Regions from separate parts of the Sus scrofa genome. Here region 1 is linked to region 2. Evidence: chromatin contacts called from public Hi-C data. All regions are on one chromosome and are shown on one strand. The core of a region is the stretch at or near the end of the contact, and the rest is flanking DNA. Distances in the headings are between cores, read along the strand shown.

What was found. A called contact is a pair of places that touch in the nucleus more often than the background predicts.
Region 1: a contact with region 2 is called in a Hi-C map of retroperitoneal adipose tissue, with 3 times the contacts expected there. The contact joins two enhancer-like sites. A contact is called at or near these places in 2 of 5 promoter capture datasets (fetal liver and liver), 31 of 47 Hi-C or Micro-C datasets (adipose tissue, alveolar macrophages, blood and 15 more) and 2 of 2 datasets of contacts at active chromatin or transcription factors (alveolar macrophages and skeletal muscle).

The regions. Positions count from the first base shown.
Region 1 is chr6:95,105,905-95,112,454 of Sscrofa11.1, forward strand. MACF1 (microtubule-actin cross-linking factor 1) reads left to right here. Exons shown (of 96, transcript XM_021095983.1): 5 at 3,480-3,557. Among named protein-coding and RNA genes, the nearest start is that of KIAA0754, 140 kb to the right of the region's middle. Within about 2 kb of position 5,152, at least 13 of the 83 cell types and tissues checked have an H3K27ac peak or open chromatin away from gene starts, as enhancers often do. A contact at or near this core is called in alveolar macrophages, embryonic fibroblasts, omental adipose tissue and 1 more, where this site is marked.
Region 2 is chr6:95,055,788-95,062,845 of Sscrofa11.1, forward strand. All of the region lies in intron 2 of MACF1 (microtubule-actin cross-linking factor 1), which reads left to right. Among named protein-coding and RNA genes, the nearest start is that of MACF1, 99 kb to the left of the region's middle. Within about 2 kb of position 4,099, at least 34 of the 83 cell types and tissues checked have an H3K27ac peak or open chromatin away from gene starts, as enhancers often do. A contact at or near this core is called in alveolar macrophages, embryonic fibroblasts, omental adipose tissue and 1 more, where this site is marked.

The sequences.
Region 1 (6,550 bases), core at 3,902-6,401, 51 kb after region 2:
TCTTACAGCTTTATGTCAGTCTGTATAGACTCCTTCTGTTTTTCCTTCTGTGAATTGTTTTATTTTCTGTATTTAGTAAAGACCTGAAGTTTACCTTTAAAAGCCCAGGTGTTTAGAGTCATTTTTTCCCCCAAATCACCTCACTTTCTCCCTGCTGTGACTCGCTGTCTCTCACAGGTTTGGAGAAGTGCTGAAGGTGATGTCTGATCATAGCCTCAGATGCAGTACATGTGGGCTCCTTGGATAATCAGCTATACCTGCCTCCTCCCCAAATGTATTAGGCATGGCTGTGGAAGCACCTACCTATTTGAGGGCTCCTAGGATGATAGTCCTTATCCTCCCTTTGTGTGAGGGATCAGCACAACCCCACTGTGGGCTCGTTGTTCATGTACGTGAGCCTAATGGGAGCAGGTGCTCCTGTGCAGCACCCATTCTGTCTGGAGCCTCTCAGACACCATGCTCTTCATTTAGGAGAGGCCAGGGCTGCCTCCTGGAAACGCCTGTGAGGGAGGAGCGCCCTGGAGAGGCCCCAGCACCAGGAGCCCGTGGAGCCAGCACACTTGCTGCCTTAATGAATTCTCAGTCATAGTTTGTCGTGTTTCAAGAGCAGAATTTGGCATATTGGATTTCACTCTATAAGTGATAGCTTCTTCTAGGTTTGGGGCTTGGCTTCCCCTGGGCCCTTTGTTTTGGTTTCACATTTTTGGGCCTAGAAATAGAATTAATTTTATAATTTTTAATGGCCTAAAATTAATAGATGCCTTTATTAACACAGCCAGTACATACAAATTCTAGTTCTTCTCTGGTCCTCTTTTATAAATCTCTTAAGTAATCAGAATTTCACTTTGTGCTGAACTTTACTTTTCAATGCCCACAAAGTTATATTTTGGGCAATTTGGCTGGTATATTTGTTGAATGTAGTGATTTTGTATTGAAAAGATACAAATCTTTTCAATGAAAAATAAAAATCTTTTCAATGATATTGCTTATAACAGGTTAAAACCAGTGCAGTCTAATTTCTTTTCCTAGCCTTTGAAAACTTATAGGTGTTTATGGGGATAGTCATGGAATATCATCTTCTCACCAGAAACCATCCAAATATCACTTTCATGGTTATTATCACCCTTTCTCCCTGAGTTGGTTCACAAAAGCAGAGAGAGAAGGTGGATGGCCAAGAAGAACTAAAGCTGTGTTTCAACATAAGAAGTGTTCAGTACAACCATCTGCTGTGGTCTTGATTTGGTTTTGCATCTTTGTGGAGGTGGGAGGGTATTTTCATATTTATTTTCACCTTTTTTTTTCTGCATTCATTTCCTTTTCATTTTTGTGTTGCGAACTTCCTGTTACTCTGCCGTGTCTTTGTCTTGGTTGGTGGTCAAAGGAGCCAGCAGGGCTGAAGACCCTCCGTCTGGTGAGCATGCCCTCCTGGCGCCACACACACAGCGAGGAGCAGGAGGAGGAAGATGATGATGATGTAGTAGGTCCTCCTGGGGACACCAGCATCCCAGCCTCACTGCAGGGCCGCCAGAGAGTTTGGGGTTCTCTTGGTCTCCAAGGAGCTCAGTTACCAATTGCCTTCTTCCTTGTCCACCTGGGAATTTGGATCCCAAAGAAAGTGGTTAAAACTAATTGTGCCTCTTGCCACTGTTAGATGATCCTGGAGTGGGAATTGTTTTGCTTATCTGAGAGTGGCTAGCACAGAACGAAGAATGGTGTTTGGCAGTGTCAGGTCCCTTTGTGACCTAGAGACCCATGACTTTCTGGTGGCCTTGTGTGTTGTCTGAGTCCAGACTGCAGAATTGTGAAAGCTTAGTCGCGATAGCATGACAGTTAATTGCTCATGACTCCACACTGCAGACTAACAGGGACTCTCTCTCCGCCTTTCTGGCCTCTAGGTTGTCACCACACACCATGTCATTTGCTTTCAAAACAGCCTGTTGTTTGCAAACCACTCACTGCATGGAAATTCCCTGCCTTGGTCAATAACACCTCTAGGTGCTGTAGAGGACAGAGGTTTAACTTGCATGTTCTTAAGGGTATTTTTGGTGGGAAGTACATAGGAGCAAAGATTAGAGTGGGTACAAGGGCTGTTTTCTGCTTACAGACTCTAAACTAGAGCCTCTGATCTTTCTTCAGAAATAAGGGTTAGGGAGTATCCCCATTCTCTGTGTCCAAAGTCATCTTTTCACTCCATTGATTTCCCTCCTCATTGCCTTAGAATGTTTAGTTTCACAGGCCCTGTCATCTTCTAAGCCATACTCACAATTAGTTTAGCTGCAGTGACTGAGATGAGGTTGTTGCTAAAAAGATTTTTCCTAAAGTGTGACTTATAAAGTTATCCTGTTACACAGTGAGGCCTCAACCCCTCTGTAGCTGACCCTGGTTTGGGAGGGTTATTTAGAAGTGTTGGGAGACCCACAGAGAGATGCTTCCACCCTTGTCTTTCCATGCGTTGGGTTTACTTTTTACCTGTTACTGTCTGGGGCAGTTTCCTCTGTGCATGTAAGCACAACGGAGCTATCTTGTATTTTATCAGCCTTTAAGTGGTACCAACTTGACCTTTACAAATGAATTGGGTGTAATCTAGTGAGAGTGATGTTTTAGTCCCAATTTTAGTAAAATGAAAAACAATATTGGAAAGCGAGCAGGGAAAACATTCCAGGGTAGATAGCCATCCTTGCCTGTACTCACTGGGGAAACTTGATGCATGTTTGGTTGGGTAGGACTTGAGCCATGGGCAGGGGCCACTGGAGGCCCTGGGTGGAGGTGGACCTTCCCCATGTCTTGTATGATATCCAAGGGCGAGCGACTAGAGGAAATACCTTTCTTCGGAGTACTATGTCGAATAGCCCCACACTGTGAAGGTCTTGTCTGCTTTGGGTATTTCATACTGGGGTAAAGGGTAGCTTTCTTACATTGACACCTGTCTTCCTAGAAAATAGGTTTCTTGCTGGTTTCTGCCTCCAATTTTAGATCTTTTCACTTGCTTATTGAGCATGTGTAACTCCTCCTTCCCTATTTTAAAATCAGCTACCTCGAGCTTCTTTTGCTAGGTTTATAGTAAGGTTGGCTCTGTCCATTCCTATGCAATATGAATTTAGGACTTTCTACCCTTCCCTTACAGTAGCATTTACCTGTGATTCTGGGAGTCAGAGAGCCAAGTCTTCATCCCCATGAACCTCACATGCAGAATCAAGCCATGTATGGATGCAGAAGCACCTGTAGAGACACTGTGGCACTAATTCAGTGTTGTAGCCAAAGGTGCTGTGTGTTCACGGGGATCCTGGTGGGGCCTCGACAAGCATGGTGAAAACACACACAGGCCCTGCCCTTAAGGGGTGCTTTATGTCATGCTCCCACACCTGGCTTCAACCAAGAGGAAATCTTTGTAGTCTCTTAGTCCTGGAAAAGAAAGAGGAAAGGGGTTTGTAAACTGGTATGGCTGCAATTAACATCCCTTTCGTTGTGTTTGTTTACAGCCCCGGGAGAAGGGCAGGATGCGATTTCACAGGCTGCAGAACGTGCAGATTGCCCTGGACTTCCTAAAGCAGCGACAGGTAAGGGTGTCCTGTGTGTTCCCCATTCTGCCAGGGAATGTTGGCTTCGGGTCCCTATTTAGGGATGGTCTCAGCGCCCCTGGTGAGTCCTTGGTAAATCTGGCTGACAGTCAGTTCTGAGTCTTGATTGCTAGTGAGCAGTTGTGTTGTGGACAGATCATTTAGAAATCCTCACATGGAGCTTGTGGCCCGAGAGGGGGAGCCCTAGAGAAGAGAAGAGAAGATGCAGAAGAGTGACTCACCTCAGGTGGAGGTCCAAGGGAAGAGGCAAAATAAACCAGCCCAGGAGGTGGGGAAAAGGAACGTCTTCCAGGAAGAGGGAAAACCAGTGCTCATCATCGTGAGAACTGGGTGAGGGGATGGTCAGGGTTAAGTGACACGTCAGGGCCGAGGGGAAGGTCTCAGCTGTGACTTAAGAGAACAGTCCCCATGGAGCAGAAGAGTATTTAGAACATAGTAAAGATGTTTTCCTCTCTAGATGAGAAAGGAAGGCAACTCATTTTTAGACATGGGAGGAGAAGCCAGTGAAGAGGGGAAAGCTGAGAATGGGAGTGAGGAGGAGCTTGAGTCAGAGTGCGTTTGCCCTGGAAGACGCCTTAGAGATGGCTGGTCCAGCCTTCACATTTCATGTGAAGGAAACCCAGAAATGACCTGCCCCGAATCACATCGAAGCTGAGACTTCCACGAACCAGGTGCCCTCACATTTGTGCAATGCTCCTTCCATGCTGCTTCCCACACACCTTCCTTCCCCCTACTGATTCCTAGTTGATGGAACCAGGTCCAGTGAGGGCTGAGACCCAGAGCACGGCCTGTGTAGTTTCTTTGGAAAAAGAAAAGAAAAATGCCTCTTAGATCCCGGGAGGGGGATGGAAAGAGGGTTAAAGATACAGAGAGAGTTTGTGGTAGAGAGGAAGATGGATGAGGGGGTCAGAGTTCATTTGCTTAGAGAGCTGTATGGAAAAGATGTGGTACAGTTCTAGTTGCCAGGCAACAGCACCGGTCAAAATGACATGGAATGGTATGCATAGTTTTGGAGTTAGTTCATTTTTGTCGCTCTTATCAGTAATTCTCACTAACTTGGGAAATTCTCTTTTTTTGTGCTCCCAAAGCAGTTTGCTTATATATAATACTTGTTACTTTTGTTGTTATTTCTCTGTTTGCTCCAATGCATCATAAGTCCCATGAGGACAGGAAATGTGATCTTACTTAACACTTTTCTTTTCATCACCTGTCATAATGAATGGTCCATAATCGGTACTTAATTACATTTGTTGAAATAAATTGAGAAATGAAAAGTGGTAGGAGAATTGGAGGCCAAAGTGTTTAGAGTATTAGAGGAAGAAGCATTGAAATCTCTGTGTGTAGAGTTAGAGGAAAGCAGAGAGCCTTAATGGGCAAGGTGAACTGAGAAGAATTGATTAGCTAGAAATCAAAATAACAATAGAGATAGATTGGTTACTAGGATAGAATAAAAATGTGAGCAGTTAAGAACAGTGGGCACAGAGAAGGGCAGAGAGAACTCTGGAGCTGCTCATGGCAATGGTGAGGTCCAGTGTGTGGCTGTGTGGGTGTCTAAAGCAGAGTGAAAGTGAAAGCCATCAGATTCTGGAAGGCAGACAAATTATACAGATGGGGTGATAGTTGGATCATCAGGATGAGTGCTGAAATTGCCAAGAAAGCCCGTAGAAGATGAGGTAGCAAAGGGAGGGGTTAGGTATGAAGTCACCAGGGAATGGTTGGCAGAGTTTGGAGGGTGGCTTGGGCAAGGAAGGCTGGCTTTACAACACAAGGGAAAAGCTGTTTTCAGAGGTGGGACTGACGGCGGGCTTGGCTGAGATTGCTCGCTCCCAGGTCTGTGCCATTAGTGATTAGCGAGCCTGCACGGAGACCAGAAGGCAGCATCTCCCACTGCCAGTGTACACAATAGACTGACATACAAAAGAGGGCAGGGACTTGCCCGGTTCTTAGCCATTCAGGATGCTGTGACAAAATATCACAGCCCAGGTGACTTATAGAAAACAGAAATGGGAGCTCCCATTGTGGCTCAGCAGAAATGAATCACTAGTATCCATGAGGATGTGGGTTCGATCCCTGGCCTTGCTCAGTGGGTTAAGGACCCGGCGTTGCCGTGAGCTGTGGTGTAGGTCACAGACACAGCTCAGATCCTGCTTTGCTGTGGCCCTGGCGTAGGCTTGAGGGTACAGCTCTGATTTGATCCCTAGCCTGGAAATCTCCATGTGCCATGGGCGTGGCCCTAAAAAAAGAAAAAACAAAAAACAAAAACCCCAGAAATGATTGGAGTTCCTGCTGTGGCTCAATGGGATCGGTGGCGTGTTGCAAGCATTGGGACACAGGTTTGATCCCCAGCCAGGCACAGTGGATTAAAGATCCAGCGTTGTTGCAACTTTGGTTTAGGTCCCGACTGTGGCTCGGATCTGATCCCTGGCCCAGGAACTTCATATGCCAGGGGTGGCCAAATAAACAACAACAACAAAAAAAACAGAAAACAAAAATGATTGAGGCAGATTTAGTGTCTGGTGAGGTTCTGGTTCAGGTACCTTTTAGCTGTATCCTCACATGATGGAAAGGTTAAGGGAGCTTTCCAGGTCTCAATTATATTTTATTTTTTATTTTTTGTCTTTTTGCCTTTTTTTTTTTTTTTTTTTTTTCTAGGGCCTCTCCTGTGCAGCATATGGAGGTTCCCAGGCTAGGGGTCAAATCGGAGCTGTAGCCACCGGCCTACACCAGAGCCACAGCAACGAGGGATCCAAGCCGCGTCTGTGACCTATACCACAGCTCACGGCAACGCCGGATCTTTAACCCACTGAGCAAGGACAGGGATCGAACCCGTAACCTCATGGTTCCTAGTTGGATTCGTTAACCACTGCGCCACGACGGGCACTCCCGGGTCTCAATTATAAAGATACAAATCCCATCCTTCAACAACTAATCACCCCCAAAAGGTCCCACCTCCACTTACCTTCAGATAGGTG
Region 2 (7,058 bases), core at 2,849-5,348:
ACTCCAACTAACCAGAATGCTAGGAGAATCCATGTGAGAGCTGAGATTCCAGACATCTCTTTGATTTTTTTGGTAAAGAAGGAAAAAGACTCTTTTAGGGGCTCATTATCACCTGTAGAATAAAATTCAAACTCATCTTGTCATTTAAGACCTTTCAGGAGTTCCTTGGTGGCCTAGTGGTTAATAAGGATCTGACATTGTCACTGTTGTGAGGGTTCAGTCCTTGCCCTGGGAACTTCTGCATGCTGTGAATGTGGCCAAAAAAACCCCCAAAAAACAAAATCCCAAAAAACAAAAACCAAAAAATAACTTTCATAATCCAGCCCAACTGTCCATGAACTCCTTTTATCAAAATGATACTTTTTATCTTAAAAGGTCAAATATTGGTCAAATATTACTGTAAGGCTTATAACAAAAATAATCTCCTGTTCTGTCCCTCCCTACCTCTGTGAATTTCTTCCAAGTCCTTTAGCTCCTTCTTTTAGTGTTTTCCACTGTACTTCTTCTTTTTTTTTTCCTCATCTTTTTAAGGCCACGGCATATGGAGGTTCCCAGACTAGGGTCGAATCAGAGCTGCAGCTGCCAGCCTACGCCAGAGCCACAGCAACGCCAGATCCAAGCCACATCTGCGACCTACACCACAGCTTATGGCAATGCTGGATCCTTAACCCACTGAGCGAGGCCAGGGATTGAACCCACAACCTCATTGTTACTAGTCGGATACGTTTCTGCTGTGCCACAATGGGAACTCACTTTCTTGACCAAATTTTAAAAATTTTCCCTGGAATTAATAATTGTCCTATTTTATATCTGTTTATTGTTCTGTATACCTATCTACATGCTTCCCTATGGGAACTCTAATAAGACAACACTCAGAATGTTGGAACATATTACGTAATCTTTTTGTTCAACATTTTCTTTGAAGATATTGTCCAAGAGCTTTCTGTTCTTCAGTTCTAGACTTTAGTAAGGCTTTACCCTCATCCTGGGAAATTCCTTCACCCTCTTTCTGTATTGCATGCTGTGTTTCCAGGATCTCATGCAGTCATCTTTCTTGGTTTACGCCATCTCTTCACTGGAATATATCCTAGAATAGCTTCTTGAGAAAGGATACATGAGAGTTAGCATTTTTGAGACTTTTCTTATTTGAAAATGTTTCAGTTCTGCTTTTTCATTTGATGAAGAGTTTTGATACAGAGTTCTAGGTTACAAGTGACTTTCCATCAGAATTTTGAAGGTGTTCCTCCTTTTGGCTTTCCGTGTTTCTGTTGAGAAGTCCAGTGTCATTCTGGTTCCTCACTTTTGTCTCTGATCTGTTGTTTTTTTTGTTTTGTTTTGTTTTGTTTTTTTGATGGCTTTTAGGATTTTATTTTTATCCCCGGTATTCTGAAATGTTACGATGATGTGCATTGATTAGGATCTTTTTTAATTTGCTGAGTTGAGTTTTCTGTGGGTCTTCTTTATTTGCAAACACACGTTTCATTCACTACTTCTTTGATAATTTCTTCTGTTGCATTTTCTCCTTCTGGTACTTCTCTTGGTTGGATGTTGGACTCCATTGGTTGATCTTAGGTCCTTTCTCTTCTGCTCTATGTTTTCTCTGTCTCTTTTTTTGTTCTGATTTATGGAGACCATCAGCTCTATCTTTCAACTTTCTTTGAATTATTTATTTTTTGCTGTCATATTTTTTATTTCTGGGTGTTGTTTTTCTTTCTTTCTTTTTTTTTTTTTTTTTTTTTTTGTCTTTTCTAGGGCTGCACCCACGGCATATGGAGGTTCCCAGGCTAGGGGTCTAATCAGAGCTGTAGCCACTGGCCTACGCCAGAACCACAGCAACGCAGGATCCGAACTGCGTCTGTGACCTACACCACAGCTCACGGCAACGCCTCGGATCCTTAACCCACTGAGCGAGGCCAGGGATCTAACCTCATGGTCCCTAGTCGGATTTGTTGACCACTGCGCCACAACAGGAACTGCTGTCGTGTTTTTTATTTCTAAGTGTTTCCCTCTTATTCTCTGAATATTCCTTTTAATATACTTGCTCTGGTTTTATAGCAATATTGCCTTTAGGGCTCTCTGAGGATATTAATTACCACTCCCCTTTAATTTTGTCCTCTGCTTCCAGTATCGTCTCTCTTTGTTTCAAGATCCTTCTGTTTGTTCGTTTAGTTTCTTTCTTTCATGTTAGAGATTCTCTCATATCTGATATTTCTGGGTGATCTTCATGATTAAGAGTTAGCCCCTAAAAAAGCTGATTGGAAGCCTAAAAAGCTGGCTGGTGGGGTTTGTTGCCAACTGACCTGTCTCCTATCTGGGGCTCATTAGCCTGGCAGCCAGAGATCTGGGGATGCCAAGCAGGGCAACAGAGCAAGGCGAGAGTCTTGTTATTCATTCTGTCAGACTTCACTTCATACTCCTGTTTCCAGTGAGGCACCTCACTGGTGACCTCAGGCTGGCCTGAAGACCTTCAGCCAGCTTGTGTTCTGCCTCAGCCTGCAGCTCTGCCTCCCCTCCCGCAAGCCTTCTGGTTTCTAAGCCTTTCTGGAGTCCTTGTTAGCACCGGTTACCTGGACCCCAGGCCCCCACAGGCACTTAGCAGAAAGAAAAAGCTGAAATTTAAATTAGTGACCATTTACCTTTCCACTCTCCATTTTATCACATGTCTGTTGATATTTTCATTCTTTTTTTCCCCTGTGGTTTTGTGCCATTTTTATTCGTTTACGATCCTTTTTTTGAGGTTTCAGAAAGGAATGGAGATGGTGTGCATGTTTTAAGTCTGCGTGCTTGACCTGAGGTGAACAGAAGTGACTCTTCCTAACTTCTCCCTCTCTCTCTCAAATACACAAACCCTGTGCTCTAGCTTTACTTGTACTCTTCTACTTTTCTTTTTTCCATTTTCTTCCTGTGCCATCTCTCCTCCTAGCGTGTCTACTTGTCTCACTTCTGACGGTTGAATCCTGCATATTCTTCCAGGTCCAGCTTTTATGTCTCCCAAACCATACACTGCCTTATGCTATAATTACTTATACATATACCACTTCCCTAGTTAGCTGTGATCACTTAGAGGATAGTATGGGACTGGTTTGTAAATTGTTTGTTGTTGACAGCAATTAATGTAGAATCTAGGCATTAGATATTTCACAGAACTATGGAATTTTGTAGCTGGAAAAGAATTTAGAGATCTAGAATGTTAACTCATTTTATGAATAAACAAACCAATCCAGTGTGATTAAATGATGCTAGAGTCATATAATAAGCTAGGGGCAGAACTGGAACTTTAACCTCATTGTCTAGCTCTCACACTGCTAAATGCAGTGATAAAATCCAATATATGCTTAATTAAATATTCTGGTTAATCCACAGTTAACCAGAGGGCACCTTTCATTTCCAGCATGTTTAAGACAGTTCCATAGATTCATCATGTCTGAGAGGTTAGAAGCTCAGGATTATCTTTAGGAGAAAGCTGAACTATAACTATTGTCTGTTTAGAAGTTGTTGAATATGAAGTGTGCTGGTCGCTAATCAGAAAAGCCAGTACTGTCCTATTCCTCACTCCCTACTTTGGGCACTTGAGGGTGGATGGGCAGGTACTTAAGAGGTGCCTCTTCCTCTGAGATTTGGTTTTCATCAGTACTTTGCCTCACGATATAAAGCTGCATGATAGCAGATGACCTGATACGGGGGCTGGCTTGCGGTCTCCATTGGGCAGAGCTGTTGCTAGAGAAGCAGTCTGTGGTGACCAGTAGGCTGGATTGGGCTCTGCATCATGCCTATACTTTTGGTTTTATCCAGAATAGAAACTGCGGTCCCCAGATTTTAGAGAGTAAGGATTTACTATGTACTCATTGGTGTGTCTGCCTTTGCCTGTTCCTTCATTGCCACCTGGCTGCCGTTGGAGGGAATTCAGTCAGAGTCCCTGCAGGGGGGTGAGAGGAACTGTCTGTTTCCAGGATGGGGTGTGTGTTCTCTTCCATTGAAACTGCTACCCAGATTTCCTTTTATTACTCATTAAGTCAGAGGCAGTTGGGAGGGTGCATTACTCACCAGGCACACACAGTGGCCCTGACTGCTGGTGGGACGTCTGGTCTGAGCTGAGAGTGAGTCAGCTCAGGGAATGGAAAAATTGCAGAGTGGTGGAGGGTAGAGGCTGTGTGCCAGTGACTATCCCTTCCCTGCCTGCTCTTTTCTCTATAAGGACTCATCACAAAGCTGTGAATACTGGGCATCCTGTTGGGGCAACCAGTTTGTGGTGATGATACTTCCTGTGAAAGGAATGAGGTGACCAGACTTAGCATTGTTGTCTTCTGTGCCATTGGTGTCTAAGGGGTTTGAGGCAAGCTTATATAATAAAGTTCTGTGTGTGAGCATTTCACCACAATAAAGCACAGAATCTCTTTGTCTTGGTTGTAACATTCAGTCTTCTGCATCTATCTTTGTCCAGTAGGGGTCACTGGGGTATTAAACTCTAAGTGAGGAAAACTGTCACTAATCCCGATAGACCAATCAGATCCCTTGTCTTTATTGTGAACCTTTGTGCATTGAATACTATCTATTTTTTTTAATATATTAGAACAGAAACAAAAGATAAGAACTTGTATTAAGAACTTTGGATCTACTGAGTATGTGAAGAGCAGGTTACTGAAAATGCAGGGTGAATCAAGAAACCAAGGCTTGGGAGTTCCCTTTGTGGCTCAGCAGTTAACAAACCCGACTAGGATCCATGAGGATTCGGGTTCGATCCCTGGCCTTGCTCAGTGGGTTAAGGATCTGGCGTTGCCATGAGCTGTGGTGTAGGTCGAGGCTCAGATCCCGCACTGCTGTGGCTGCGGTTGTGGTGTAGGCCGGCAGCTATAGCTCCGATTGGACCCCTAGCCTAGCCTGGGAACTTCCATGTGCTGTGGATACAGCTCTAAAAAGCAAAAAAAAAAAAAAAAAAGAGAGAGAGAGAAAACAAAAAAATCCCCAAGGCTGAGATGGAATTTGTTTATGAGTAAGATTTGAGGAGCAATTTTTAAGGAAAATGAGACTGAGGAAGAAAACTGTTTACTAAGATGATGTGTACTACATAGTTTATTTTTTTTAATTTTATTATTATTTTTTTTAGGGCTGCACCCACAGCATATGGAGGTTCCCAGGCTAGGGGTCCAATCTGAGCTGTAGCTGCTGGGCTACACCAGAGCTACAGCAATGGGGGATCCAAGCAGTGTCTGTAACCTACACCACAGCTCATGGCAATGTGGGATCCTTAACCCACTGAGTGAGGCCAGGGATCGAACCTGTGTCCTCATGGATACTAGTTGGGTTCATTAACTGCTGAGCCATGATGGGAACTCCCTACATATTTTAAATATATTCCTTATTTAGTCTTAATGCTAAGAAACAGGTATTTATATACATATTGTATATGTTAGGAACCCAAAGTTTAGAAACATTAAGTGGCTTCCATAGGGTCACATAATTATGAAGTGCTATGACCAGGAGAAATCCTATCAGGCACGTTGTGTTTGACTTTGGTCCTTGGACCCTGGTAAAGGGTCATGAGAACAGAAGGTTTTCTTAGAAGGTAAGCAGAGCTTGATGGTAGACTCTCCTGAGATGAATTAAAATGATTCTTGTGTTGAATTAGGGTTCAGAGCAGGCTCCAAGGGTCTACAAGTGGAAAGAAGCTGACAAGTCTGTCTGTGTCTTCAGGGGACAAGTTCCACCTCTTTCATTTAGAGCTACTGCCAGGATCTGGAAAACGGTCTCCCAGAGATCTAAAATTAGCTCTTTGTTTGTGTGTAAAGCTTGGTTTCCATGGGTAAATAGTTTAAGTTGGCCTCTCTTACCTACTCTTATCTTGGCTGGACTCTTCCTCTGAGCCTTGAATTTTGCGGTCGGCATTCTCAGGCCTGCCTGCACACCTTGTTGTTGAGCTCCTGACCCTTCTGTCAGCTGTGGGCCCATTCTCTGTTCTTGTATTCAGGGTGTTTCTGGAAAACTGAAGTTGATCATGTATTTCTTAGCCAGACCACACTAAAAGACATTTCCCATCGAGACCATTTTTTTGTTTTGGTTTTATTTGGAAAAGCCTTTAAAAATGTGTTTAGATGGGATATGAGTAAGATGCTAACTCTCCTTCAATGTGCATTCATTTGGAATGACAGATATTTCTGGATAAAAATAACAACCTTGGCAAAATTCAGAAGCAACCCCCATATATGGGCCTTCTTATCCTTATATCTTCTTTTCTCCATTTATTTAAAATACTGACTCTCAGAGTATCCTGGAAAAAGTTTAATAGATTTTATTATTTTTATATTTGTCAGGGGAAATGGTCAGAATCCCAGAGAGGTGTTATTAAAATGGTAACAAGACAAAAAAAAAAAAAAGTGGAGTTCCTGTTGTGGCACAGTGGTTAACGAATCCTACTAGGAACCATGAGGTTTTGGGTTCGATCCCTGCCCTTGCTCAGTGGGTTAAGGATCTGGCGTTGCTGTGAGCTGTGGTGTAGGTCGCAGATGCGCCTCGTATCCTGTGTTGCTGTGGCTCTGGTGTAGGCTGGCAGCTACAGCTCCGGTTAGACCCCTAGCCTGGGAACCTCCTTATGCGTGGGTACAGCCCTAAAAAGACTGGGGAAAAAAATGGTAAAATGGATAAAGATTGACTAAATATTCTTGTCTCTTTCTTTTTTTTTTTTTTTTTCTTTTTAGTGCCACACCTAAGGCATATGGAAGTTCCCAGGCTAGGGGTTGAATCAGTGCTGCAGCTGCCAGCCTATACCACAGCCACAGCAACACCAGATCCAAGCCACATCTGTGACCTATGCTGCAGCTTGTTGCAACGCCAGATCCTTAACCCACAGAGCAAGGCCAGGAATTGAACCCGAATCCTCCTGGAGACTATATCAGATTCTTAACCTGCAGAGCTATAGCAGGAACTCCTCTTTTTCCTTTCTGAAGCTGTGCCACTGAAGCCCTCTTTGTTTTATTCATTGAGTTGGTAGTTTAGATCTGTTGAATACCACACACTTTACTTTGACTTACCTCATTGCATTGGCCACTAAATATGACTTGATG